Linked DNA regions of Mus musculus: regions 2 and 3 are each linked to region 1. Evidence: chromatin contacts called from public Hi-C data. All regions are on one chromosome and are shown on one strand. The core of a region is the stretch at or near the end of the contact, and the rest is flanking DNA. Distances in the headings are between cores, read along the strand shown. Region 1 holds the start of Rnf152 (ring finger protein 152). Region 2 has its middle 110 kb from the start of Gm17634. Region 3 overlaps Rnf152 (ring finger protein 152).

Region 1 (3,971 bases), core at 423-2,922:
GCCTCCAAAAGGCCTTTTTAATTTTTTTATTAAAAAAAATTATTTTTTTGAGACAGGGTTTTTCTATGTAGCCCTGATTGTCTAGAACTTGCTCTGTAGATCAAGCTGGCCTCGAACTTACAGAGATCCTTCTGCCTCTGCAGGAGGTCTGTACAACCTCCACTGGGCTAATCCCACCCCCACATTGATGGTGAAGTTAAAGATATTCTTGCAAAGTAACCTTAGGTTCCTAAGACATGCATGCAGAGCCTCTGTGGGTGCTGTAGAGGTGATAAGGGAACAATGGAGCAAGAGTCTGCCTGGTGACTGGAGGAAGCAGAGCTCCTACTGGGATCCAGAGACTGCAAGCTTTGTGGGTCTCCCGGATGCAGGTCCCCCCCCCGCCCCCCCCCCCGCGCCCCCGCCTCCCGATGTGTTAATAGCCTGATTGGAACACCAATTCACAAGTTGTACACGTGGGACAAAGCAAGTAGGACCAGCTGCCAACACGGATTCATTAGCTCATACAGAGCCATCATGGGTCTCAGGACTTCTGGAACAACAGCAGTTCTCAACCTGTGGGTCACAACCCCTTCAGGGGTCACAAAAGACCATTGGAAAACACAGATAGTTGCATTCTGATTTGTAACAGTAGCTAATGTTGCTATATGAAGTTAGCAACAAAAACAATTTTATGGCTGGGGGGGTCACCATAACATGAGCAACTGTGTTAAAGGGTCACGGTATTAGGAAGGTTGAGAACCACTGCTGTGTAAGAAGGAACATAGGACCCATGAAGGGAGCCCAGTACCTGAAGTCTAGAAGAAGCCATTTGCTCTGTGCATTAACAGAGCTCCTTTAGCTGAACCACAGAGATGAGGAGACATAACTCAGGTCAGTTTTCAGTTTCTTAATAGAATGGATCCCAAAAGGCCCCAGAACTCAGGCATGGTGCCCCAGACCAGCAGGGGACACCTATCTCCCCTTTTCTCCACTATATGTTAAGTGAAAAAGCAGGAAGAGACCTTATCTTTAGATTCTCCTGGGGTTACATGACATTAAAAGCATATCCCAAAGGTAAGGGCTTTGTTTCTGTTTAGGAGTACAGAGGATAAATCCAGATTCATGCACCCTAGGCAAGCAAGCACTTTACCTCTGAGCCTGAAGTTGGGTTTTAAGGTGGGCAATAGGGTAAACTTAGTAGACCCTCTAGGCTCCTTCCTGTTCACCTCTCCTGTGAGCTTCCTTTACACAGGAGGTTGAGGTGTGAGGTGTCCCTGTGGGGCTCTTTGGGAGCATATCCCGTTCCATGCTGACAGGTTCCTGCCCTTGTTGGGTTAGTGAACTTTCAGGGGCAGCCAAAAAGAACCCAGGGGAAAGGCAATAGCCTAGACTCCTCCCTCTCCCCTGTGGTCTTGAGTCCAGAGCCGCAGCTGGGTCACCACCTTGGCCAGTCCCAGTCGTTCTAGCCTGTGGTGCTCGGCCTCTAGGTCACACCTGATACCGTTCAGGTCCTCCTTCCGTGCTCGGTCCAGGTGCTCGCTGGTCTACGGTGGGTAGAGGGCGCGTCCCTGCTTCCCCACCCACACCAAGAGGTTGGCCACTGGGGACCGACCGACAGACAGACAGTCGGACGTGCCGGCCAAGCTGCCGGGTGGAGTGCGGGAGGGGGTGGAGCCGCCGGGGAGGGGCGGTCCGCGGAGCAGAGCTCACTCAGCCTCCCGCTCCCTTCAGTGCTTGGGTCTCTGGGGGTGACACCAAAAGCTTCCGCTCAGTGTCCGGTGCCTGGCGGCGGGTGTCCGATCGTGGAGGCGGAGGACAGCCGGGCAGGTGGAGGGCGCCGCCTGAAGCCAAAGGAGAGACGAGCAGGGCTGGGCTGCGGGAGGCGCTGCCGCCACTCTGCCCGCGCTGCCCCGCAACCTGCGGCGGGAGGAGCAGGCAGCAGCCGGCCCTCAGCGCTCGTCTAGCAGAGCGCAGCGGGCAGTGCGGACCCCCGGGATGCTTCCGACGTTGCTGCAGCCGCCGGCGGCGTAACAGAGCCGAGCCTGCTGCTGAGAGAGGTCAGTGAGTTTCGGTTTGTTTTCCTGTTCAGTGTGCTCCCAGGTCCCGGGTGCAGAGGGGACTCGCGTGGAAGGCTGTGCCTAGGAGAAAGCGGGAAAGGGCAACGGTAGCCTGAGATATAACTGGAGGTTCTTCCTGGACTATGATTGGGGTGGTTTGTTTGGTTAAAGGAGTGCGGAGCTGGAGAGGCGTCTCTCGAGGAGGTGGTCCCGGGAGTTGGGTTTTCCTCGGGCTTTGCTTTGAGTTGGGAGCGCGATGGGGTCATGGCAGCTGACTCTGGTTCCTCGGAGTCCTGGGATGCCCCCTGGAGCTCTGGTCCCGGGAGCTCGCCTCATGCACGCGCCGCACGCGCCCTTGAGGTGCGCGCACATCCCTGCCGTGCCCCCCCCCCCCCCCCAGCATTCTCAAGCCCTGGGTCGTCCCCTCCAGTCCTGTCCTGCCTTCCTACTCCCGATTCCTAGCTAGAAGTTGCCCCCAAGCCATTATTGGAAAAGGGGGCCGAATGGAGGGCCAGATTCTGGGGGTCTTTTGTGCGGACCCACGGGCCTGGGGCGCTTGCTTCTGGAAGGACAGCAGCAGGACAAAGCCGGCAGGACTTGTGGGGAGCTTCTCCACAGTGTTGGTTTGGGATCCCGCCTACCGTGGGGGTGTGGTGGGGGAGTGCTGCATAGATTTGGAAACAGTAGGGTAATTGACAAAACAGAGACAGTGACTTGAGGTGGTGGCCAGGCAACGAAAGGATACTCTCAGATGCATCCCTGATTGTGTGTGTGTGTGTGTGTGTGTGTGTGTGTGTGTGTTTGTCTGGGCAGGCGACTACATGCCCCGCATTGCTAGCTGTGTGGGCTTAACTCGTGTATTTTGCTAGCATTTTGCCTTAAAAAGATGATGGTATTCTCCATCCTGACTCCTATATTTCTGAGGCATTACGGTTGATGGTAGCCGCTTTACCGCGGGATAACTTGGGGGCGCGGCAGGGGGGGCGTAGACTGCAGAGGAGCCAGGAGGTGATTATTTATCCAGGAGAGCCTTAATGACCCTTCCCTGTTTTACCAGTCTTCTACCCCCCATTCTCATCCTCTCGGGACGCCTACTCGTGTTCCAGTGGTCTCGGAGGGTGCTTGGATTTCTGTCTGTGCTGGGAGTATCTAACTATTACTGCATGTATTTCACTGCAGGCTGAACAAAGCTGGGTCTCAATCGCGCTTCCTGCTTGTCAGCCTCTTGTCTCCCAAACGCTTACTGTTTCCACTTGATGTCAACACGCAGAAGGGGGTGAAAGGGACGCGTGACAGATTCAGGTAACCCCAATGATCTGGGTAACTGCCTGGGTGTCTCTGGGTCATTTGGGCCCACAGCGCTGACACAGGGCTGCCTGGGTGTTTCTGCTTTCACAGCATTTGTATTTGTGAGGGAGTAGGGGCCACCCAAGCAAGCAAAAAAAGTCTGTCCTACCTTTGGGACTTCACTCGAATGTCTTGTTCCACCAACATTGCAAATGACTTCATCCTTTCCTTTTGGAGAGGTCACTGGGAGCCACTTATATTGGACCTGTATTAGTTCCACTGGATGGTGTGAATTTTGATGCTGTCAGTACACAGACAGTTGTACATAAATATGGGTTTGGATAAGACAGTGTTTTGTGTAAAGTGGAGATGTCTTCTAATTAAAGATATTGTGGGAAAGTTAATAATCATAAAGCTCATAAGATATTTGACCAGTGCTCAGTTCGGGCATTGGTCACATGCAGTGGCCTTCTGAGGAAGAAGGACTGTTTCTCTCCCATCTTTTCATTGCCAAAGTATCAGGGCAGGCTGATGCTAAATTACTGGCAGGTAGCAGAGAGGGCTGCTGGGTAGGAGCAGAACGAACATAGAAGAGACAGAGCTTTAGTTATGTTTCCCTTTATATAGACACAAATCATTATCCTC
Region 2 (3,971 bases), core at 734-3,233, 110 kb after region 1:
AGCTTCAACAGGATACATCTGATGCCTTCAGTCAAGCCCAGGCATTGAGGGTCGACTCTTCTACCGGAGGTGTAAACCTCCTTAGACTAGACCGGAAGTCGCCCAGGAGTGTGGGTCTCAGTTGTTCCAGAGAATTCTCTCTCCATGGCACTGCTGGGTCTTTTATTTTTAATCTTAGTATTTATATGATGAGGGTCCTTAATAACATACTGTTTTGATGTTATAATATTTCACATTTCCAAAACTAGTGAACTGTTCTTAAGCTTGTTAGTGATGATAACAAATGAAAGGCTCTATATTCTGATGCCGTCAGGATGTTAGCTCCCCACAGCTCCTGGGCTTACTTGATTCCAAGTACCTAGAATGCACATGTTAAGTGCCTAACATATTTGTGTAATGAGGAAGTGAATGATTAAGAACTGTAAAGACTCCATTAAATTATAGCCCCCTTTAAGGTATGAAAAATCTTTTTTCAGTTTTTCTATCCTTTGTCAAATAGATTGTTGCCTTTATTCTTACTTAATTATCCTTCCTGCTTGATTAGTAATGCTAGAAGATGTTCAAATAGCTTCCTTTTCAGAAGTAATATGGCAATTTTTCTTAAGTTCAGAAAATTATCAACTGTTCCAAAAGAGCTCTAGATGGTCACTGCACGAATTATCTCTATTTATATTCCCTTTAATCTAACAAGGAAGCGAGTCTGCCAAGACCTGTAATAACTGATAAGACCATTCATTATGCAGTCTCCAGGCACAGTTCTCGGTGGCAGCGGTGAGCACAGACATCTGCCAGGGACTTAATGCCAATCACGTGCTCAAATGGGCTGCTATATTAAGAAAAGGTATTGAGGAAAGTGTAAATGTTGAGCTGAAGTTTAATCAGAAATCATCTTTACAAAGGGCTGTTAGATTCCAGCTATATGGGAGTTGTCAAATGGTTGCACTAAAGCTGAGTTTTTAGTACTGCCTGCACATTTATATCCCTCAGGTTACCTATAACAAAGCTTCTATATGGTATTTTGTTGTGGTAACAAGGTAAAAATTTCCTGTTTAATTCTTCTATAAGGAAAATCATTGTCTATTTGTGCTATAAAAGGAATAGGAAAGAAATGTGTGTGTAGGGGGTGAGGGGGACACACAGAGATATATAGGGAGAGACACAGACAAAGAGAGGCACAGAGACTGATAATGTCTGGTACCCATCTCAAACTAAAGGAATGAGGATTTCTGATTCCAGGCCTGGGCCTCAGAATTTGGAATTTATTGATGTTCCCTTGATGTGACTTGAGCATTTCTTTGAAGATAATACTTACTGTAGGTTCTCTGGATAATGCAGCAGCTTCTTGGTAGCAGATAGATAAAAGAACTTGAGTTTGGTTGTGTGTGTGTGTGTGTGTGTGTGTGTGTGTGTGTGTGTGTGTTATTCTGTTGGCTGTAGACTGATGTGATGCATAGAGGTATTATAGGTGTGGATGGTGTCAATGTCTGGAAATAAGAAGCACCATGAAGCAATGCATTAGTCACTATTGTGCTTCCATTAGAGTTATCAATGGATCTCCTCATCTGATTTGAAATTGAGCTGTTTATCTATCTATGCAAGGTTATGGCCTTGACTTTAGCATCTCTGAGCACGGTGGCTTCAAGGAGACAAGCCCCTTCTCCTGTATATTGCAGTAAGACAGTCAAACTTGGTTCATGGTCCTAATTACAGCAATAATGGAGCATCCTTCACAATAAACTGCTGGTAGGAGCCTAATTAATGAGCTCAATTCATCTGAAGCAAAGAGTCTACCTACTGCTCAAGAGAGATGCATATCTATCATCTGACGTGGGGCCTGCAGAATGTCCTCTATTAATGTCATTTTAACATCTTTACCAGTGTCTCTTGGAGCATTTTGTAAACATTAACTCTCATGCACTCTTGGGAAAGTTTATAATAGCATACTGTCTGGCAGGTGAATAAACTGCAGCCTTGGATCACAGCAATAACACTGCTCTCTGGAGGCTGAGGACCCAGGAGCTTCCACCAAGGGAGGCCAAAGAAGGAGTAAGCAGTGTTGTTTTGGACAAAAGAAAGTGTGGCAAGCAGTGTTTGCAATGCAGGATTTGATTCTCATCAGGAGAAGAGACAGCACCCCGATTGAGTGTTTCTAATGAGGAAAGGATAGGGGCTAGCACAGTGGCTGGAGTGCTTGCCCAGTATTGAAAAAGCCTAGGGTTTAATCCCCAGGACCACACAATCAGGTGTGGTGACAAACATCTGGAATCCCAGCACATTAGAACTATAGGCAAGAGGATGAGAAATTCAAGGCAATGTTTAGCTACATAGCAAGTTAGAGAGGCCTGCATAGGATGTTCTCTGAGACCCTGTCTCCAGAAGAGGTGGGGAATATCTCATATCCCCCGAGGTTCAAGGGATTCTTTGAAGATACATGCTTTGTCTTAAGGGTTCAATTTGACTCTTTGAGCCCTGAACTGTGGCTCCTCCAGAGAATATCATAGGACATTAGTAACTTTACTGTTGCTGTGACAGAATACCAGACTCACAGTTTAGAGTTCTGCCCATCCTGGCATGGAAGATGTGGCAGCAGGGATATGAGGCAGCTGTAGTTAAAAAGAAGAAAGAAATAAATGCTGGCACTGAGCTCTTTCTTCTTTTTACTGAGTCTGAGACCTTGCCCATGGGATGGTACCACTCACAAAATAAGAGTTGGTTATCACTTGTTAATTACCCCAATCAATGAATTACCCTAACCTCACAGAAGGTTGTCTCCTTGATGATTCTAGATTTTGTTAAATTGGCAATTGACAATAACCATCACATACAGCAAACATTGGGTTAGTCGGTACGGGTTTGAATTTTATCTGCGTAGCCTTGGTCTCATGGCCTAGTTCTGATCTGACTTCTCTGGTCTGTGGCATTTTTATGCCCCTCAGGGGAATGCATTGTGCTACTGGTTACAAGGGGCTGCTGTGACAAATAAGGCAAAGGACGGCGACTCCTTAGGAAGAGTCTGTACTTCACACACAATGATCTCTTCTTAATACAGTCCAGCCAAGTAGCTCTAAATAAATATGATTACAGTGAAGTCTAAGCTTCTTTCTTTCCTTTGGTGACTAAAGCAGAGAGGTCACCCTAGAAAAGATGACATGAAGGTCCAGAAAAATCTGTGATGCCCAAGGTTGGTTAGGTTGTTACTCTGTGAAGGCTCTGTTGACAGCCTGTCTTTTGGCTACTATTTCTGCTCCATCTAAGGATGAACCATTGTATTTATTTCTGGGAGTTTCTGTAAGAAAGCACACAGAGTGGCTTAAAAACAACAAAAACTTATTTAGTTCTAGAAAGTCAAACGTCTATAAACAAAGCTTTGTCTGAGTTGCCATGGAAGAATTTCTTTCTCTCTAAGCTTCTGGTAACCATTGACACTCCCTGGCTTGTCGTCAGACGTGTCAGTTCCCTATGTTCATGTTCTTTCTGACTAGCTTTTTTCTCTATGTATTGTGGCTCCCAGGTTTGCTCTGATATGATCATTAGATTTAGATTACCTCTACAGCAGTGTGACCTCAATTTGTCTGCAAAACTTTCTTTTTGAGGCCATATTTACACCACACAGAAATGAGGACTTGGCCATGTTTTGTAGTTGTTGTTGTTTTTGAGTGGGGGAGTATATTTACACCTACAACACCCTTGGAGAAGTATCAGTCATGGCAGAGGCAACCCTGCAACATCATCCTAAACAGGACCTAGAAAAGGGCTCTGGCAGATGGGATGCTGGAATTCCCTTGGCAGCCTCTGAGACAAGTGTTTGAACATCAGAGAGCTCATAACATTTGTGTCTGCCTGTAGCTGGCACCTTACCACCCATCCCCCAAAACAACCTCACAGGCAAACTCCAGCCAATTGTGTCTTGGCTTCAGGACTTTGAGGCATTGAAACTGTGTACCTTATCACCCAATGACAGATGTTGCTTC
Region 3 (3,971 bases), core at 712-3,211, 70 kb after region 1:
TGTAATTTGAAGCTCACCATGTTATGGGTTTTTATAAATTTACAGATTCTTCAGCAGTTGGCATCATAATAATTTAGGTGTGGCTTCTCTTAGAGGGCGAGGCATAGGGAGAGCAGAAGGAAGCCTATCCTCAAAGCAGTGGCTACCTCTCCAGGACTTGATCTCTCCATTGTGGAGCAATGCACCCACTTTCCTCTTTTTTGAATCCGTGGCTCACATTCCCATATCCATCCTTGATTCTCTTGTGTAACGAATTAATTGACTTGCTCACTGTGGTTTAAATACCTTCCTGGAACTTGCTATGGACTATATCCTAAGCAAACTCCTTGTATGTCACCTCTGTTTCTCCCAGCTCCCTTTTAAGGCCTTGCTTTGACTTCTTCATGCTGTGATCTCTTCATTGCCATTTATTGCCTGACCCTACTCTATTCAAGTAAGAACTCAGTTCTCTTTAAGGGGATGGTGGCCACTGAGACTTTGACTAGGCTTCCATGAATATGGGTAACACAAATTGGACTTGCGTTTTATTTTTTGGGGGGAGAGGGGTGATTCACAAGGATGAGGGGGGTGGGGAGGAATGGAAAGAAAGCGCTGCAAAATCTGATTAACAAATTAGAACTATAGTGTTGTGGAGAGTTGGAACGTTACAGGTCATCCAGAGACTAATAACCTCACCTTAAGTTAGTTGCAGCCCTGAAACAACCATTCCTTTCCCACCTCTGTGTCAGAACTAACATCCTGTGACTATCTAATGATAGAGAAGCAGTTACAGCAAGATAAGGGGAGCTTTTCTATGGGTCTAAGATGCCATTTGTGACATTCTTAGCTTGTGGGTTAGAGCAAAGGAGTGGTCGGTCTGCTGTACCCACTTCTCTGATGTGTCCCTCAATATATTTTAAACTTGCCTCCATTTCTTTGTTCCATGAAACTGTAAAACTCTTTCCACACTGAAATAATGGAATTTGGGGTAACCTAAATCTGTGTTCCCAGGCTATGGTCACTCAAACTTATTCCAGAATAAACTACCCCTTATTCCTTTTCAGAGGAGGGGTGTGCTTTGTTGTGTCAATGTCCATTAAAAACCTCTTAGCACATTGCATAGATACCTTGTTTACTGAAGCCATGGCTCCTCTCTGTCTAACCTAACAGTCTATTCACACGTCTTCCTCATCTGACCCAGACGGATCAGTCTTACTCTTAAAATTGTTGTTTTTCTATTGGCTGCTGTAAAGCCCCATGCCTGGCACGTGCTGCTGGCCACAGTCCTCAGTCCATTGCCTATACTGTCTTCCTTCCCTGGGGAGTCTGCTCTCCTGGACCTGGAAGAGAGCTCAGAGCATAGGTGTTATGAGAAATACTTTATTTATTTTGTCTTTGCTATACTGGAGATAACCTGGGACTTCACTCTCTCACTGCACTATTTCCTCAGCCCTTAATTTATCTGTTGATGATCCTAGGCATTGAATCGGGGACTCACCACATGCTAGGGAAACATCTAGTGCTGTACTGGAGTTTCTTTCCTTCGAAGGTGACTATGCCAAATACCGAGCATAAGAGAAGGGTAAAGCTGTAGTCACCCCAGTGCTAGATCAAGCTCTCTAATGTGGGAGGTGGAGGAATCACTAGGTCATGGATGCTGTCATTTTCTTCGCTCATGCTGTTTTCCTAACCTGACAACAGCCTGCCTAGTCTCTTACTCTGCATGCATCTGAACTCTCTAGAGGTCAGATTTTTCCCTAGACATCCTTGACTCCTCCAGCTTTTCTGACACGGTGTAACAAAGCTTATGTAGTTACAGCTCCCAGCTCTAATTTGGGACTCTCTGTAGACAGACACCATGTCTTAGCTACAAAGATAGATCTAAAACCCCAGGCACAGTGACATGCACTTGTAATCCTAGTGACTGGCCCATGGGCGGTGAAGGTAGGAGGGTTCACTAGCCAGCCATGTCTAGACTGTTGGTGAAATTCCAGGCCGATAAGAGACGGAGTCTCAAAACAAAAAGTGGGAGGTGACTGAAGAATGACCCTGGGGGTTTCCTGTGACTCCCACATGCATGTGAACGCACATGAAGGGATGTGCTCAAACATATATGTATATTTGCACAGTGCTGGACTCAGATTCACCTTGATACATGATAGATCCCTATGACTAGAGATGTTGTTGGTTCTGATATGGACTTTTGGAATGTTGTATTGTTAATTTTAATTTTAGTAACATGTCAAAATAGGTGCTTTTAAAGCACAAGTATGTTTCTCTTCTAATTGACTTTATCAGTGATTAATTTTTGTACTGTATGTCTATTATGCATAACCTTCACGAGGCTTCTCCTGTCTTGGTCTCTCTTGTTTTCACTACTGTGCTGTGTGCTAGCTGGCCTCATGTTTCTGGCCAGTGATGTCGCTGCCTCTGGTCTCACTATACTTTAGAATGCTGGTATTACAGATGTGGGGTGCCAGCAGCAGCTTTGGGGACTTTTCATGGGTTCTGCCATCTGAACTGAGGTTGCCAGGCCTCCATACCACGTTTGCACCCCAGGCATCTCTTTCTGCAAAGTAGGTTCTTTTTCATGCATTCTAAAATTTTATTTTAACAACGTATATATCTAAGAGGGTGACTTTTTTATTTCCCAAAGGAAATTATATTAGAAATATAAAACTTTCCGGCAAACAGTTCTTTCCAGAGTCATGACTCCATGCAAAGAAGCAGAATATGGCTGCTTTCGGACTGGAAGCAGACCTGGGCAGTCTTCCTTGAAAACCTGGGGAGCAGAAAGGGCAGCCCTCGAACCTCATTTCAATTTCAATAGGTATCTCCCCTGATACTAGGGAGGGCTGCACACTTATACTCTATATAATATACAGTCTTCCTGTTAGTTCTTCACTAATAATTGTGATCAGTGAGGTTTTTGCTTTTAGGAGCTAGGATCTGGGACTCGCTGTACAGCACCTTTCTAGCATGTGTGTAGCCCTGGGTTCATTCCCCATTACTACTGAAAATCTCACCAAGTTTAACCTTTAGGCAGGCAAGCCTAAGTAATCATGAAATGAGAGACCAGACTGAGTTTCTTCTGTGGAGTTGGCCTGCAGTACTTCCAGACCCTCTCCTACCCTGCTTTTGTTGTGGGTGTCTCTTGTTCTTTTGGCCACTTTTAAGATGATTTGATAAGAATTGTCTTACAAAAGGTGTTTGGAGGAAGAGATAAAAAGATGGACCTTGTGAGCTTCTGCCTGTGGGGTTATTTCAGTCACGCTGTTTGCCTGCCTAGAAATGTCACAGTGAAACCCCTTCCTTTGGGAAATCCACGTATGTAGAAAGAAATGAGACTGACAGATAAACTTCCTGCCGTGAGGAGCAGAGTTTGCATCCCTAACATCCAGTTGTGGTTACCTCCTTTAAACCTAGCACTCAGAGAGCAAAGACAGGGGACAGGTAACTAAGCTGGCTAGGCTGGCCGATGAGCACGCCATGTTTTCAATGGAAGAGTCCCTGCCTCAATGAAATGGTTTGGAGAGAAACTGAGAAAAACTGACAGTAGCCTTGGGCCTACATGTACATGTACACGTACATGTACATACACACATGCACATACATAGGCATACACCAACATTGGGGGAAAAAAAGAAAAGAAACAATAAATGTGGAGGTGATGGGATGTGTTAATTATGGGGATTTACTCGTTACACAGTGTGACCATGTATTGAAACATCACATTGTGCCTCGCAAATTCACGGTAGTATTATCTGCCATTGCAAAATAACAAAGCTTAAAGACACAATGAAAGAAAGGAGTGGTCATAAAACAAGGAAGCAATTCTTACACAAGCACCTGCTCTATCAAGTTCCCTGTATCTAGCTGTGAAGTCTTACAGGGAGGTAAGTAAAGGCAAGACATGGTATGTGGTTTCCTGCTGGGCGTTACAGGAAACCTATGGTCTTACCAGTAGGATTTTTTTTTCTTGTGTTTGACCC

The links. A called contact is a pair of places that touch in the nucleus more often than the background predicts.
Region 2: a contact with region 1 is called in a Hi-C map of olfactory sensory neurons, with 3 times the contacts expected there. The contact joins the enhancer-like site here to the promoter of Rnf152 in region 1. A contact is called at or near these places in 2 of 39 promoter capture datasets (liver and neural stem cells), 3 of 484 Hi-C or Micro-C datasets (embryonic stem cells, nephron progenitors and olfactory sensory neurons) and 3 of 9 other capture datasets (adipose tissue, liver and pancreatic islet).
Region 3: a contact with region 1 is called in a Hi-C map of olfactory sensory neurons, with 2.1 times the contacts expected there. The contact joins the enhancer-like site here to the promoter of Rnf152 in region 1. A contact is called at or near these places in 1 of 39 promoter capture datasets (liver), 7 of 484 Hi-C or Micro-C datasets (Sertoli cells, cerebellum, embryonic stem cells and 3 more), 1 of 115 datasets of contacts at active chromatin or transcription factors (embryonic stem cells) and 3 of 9 other capture datasets (adipose tissue, liver and pancreatic islet).

What each region holds. Positions count from the first base shown.
Region 1 is chr1:105,354,411-105,358,381 of GRCm38.p6, reverse strand. Rnf152 (ring finger protein 152) reads left to right here and starts at 1,672. Exons shown (of 3, transcript NM_178779.4): 1 at 1,672-2,039; 2 at 3,219-3,341. Gm17634 (predicted gene, 17634) reads right to left here and starts at 2,375. Exons shown (of 2, transcript NR_151540.1): 1 at 1,477-2,375.
Region 2 is chr1:105,240,328-105,244,298 of GRCm38.p6, reverse strand. No RefSeq gene overlaps it. Among named protein-coding and RNA genes, the nearest start is that of Gm17634, 110 kb to the left of the region's middle. Within about 2 kb of position 1,983, at least 6 of the 459 cell types and tissues checked have an H3K27ac peak or open chromatin away from gene starts, as enhancers often do. A contact at or near this core is called in olfactory sensory neurons, where this site is marked.
Region 3 is chr1:105,285,056-105,289,026 of GRCm38.p6, reverse strand. All of the region lies in intron 2 of Rnf152 (ring finger protein 152), which reads left to right. Among named protein-coding and RNA genes, the nearest start is that of Gm17634, 69 kb to the left of the region's middle. Within about 2 kb of position 1,961, at least 6 of the 459 cell types and tissues checked have an H3K27ac peak or open chromatin away from gene starts, as enhancers often do. A contact at or near this core is called in Sertoli cells and olfactory sensory neurons, where this site is marked.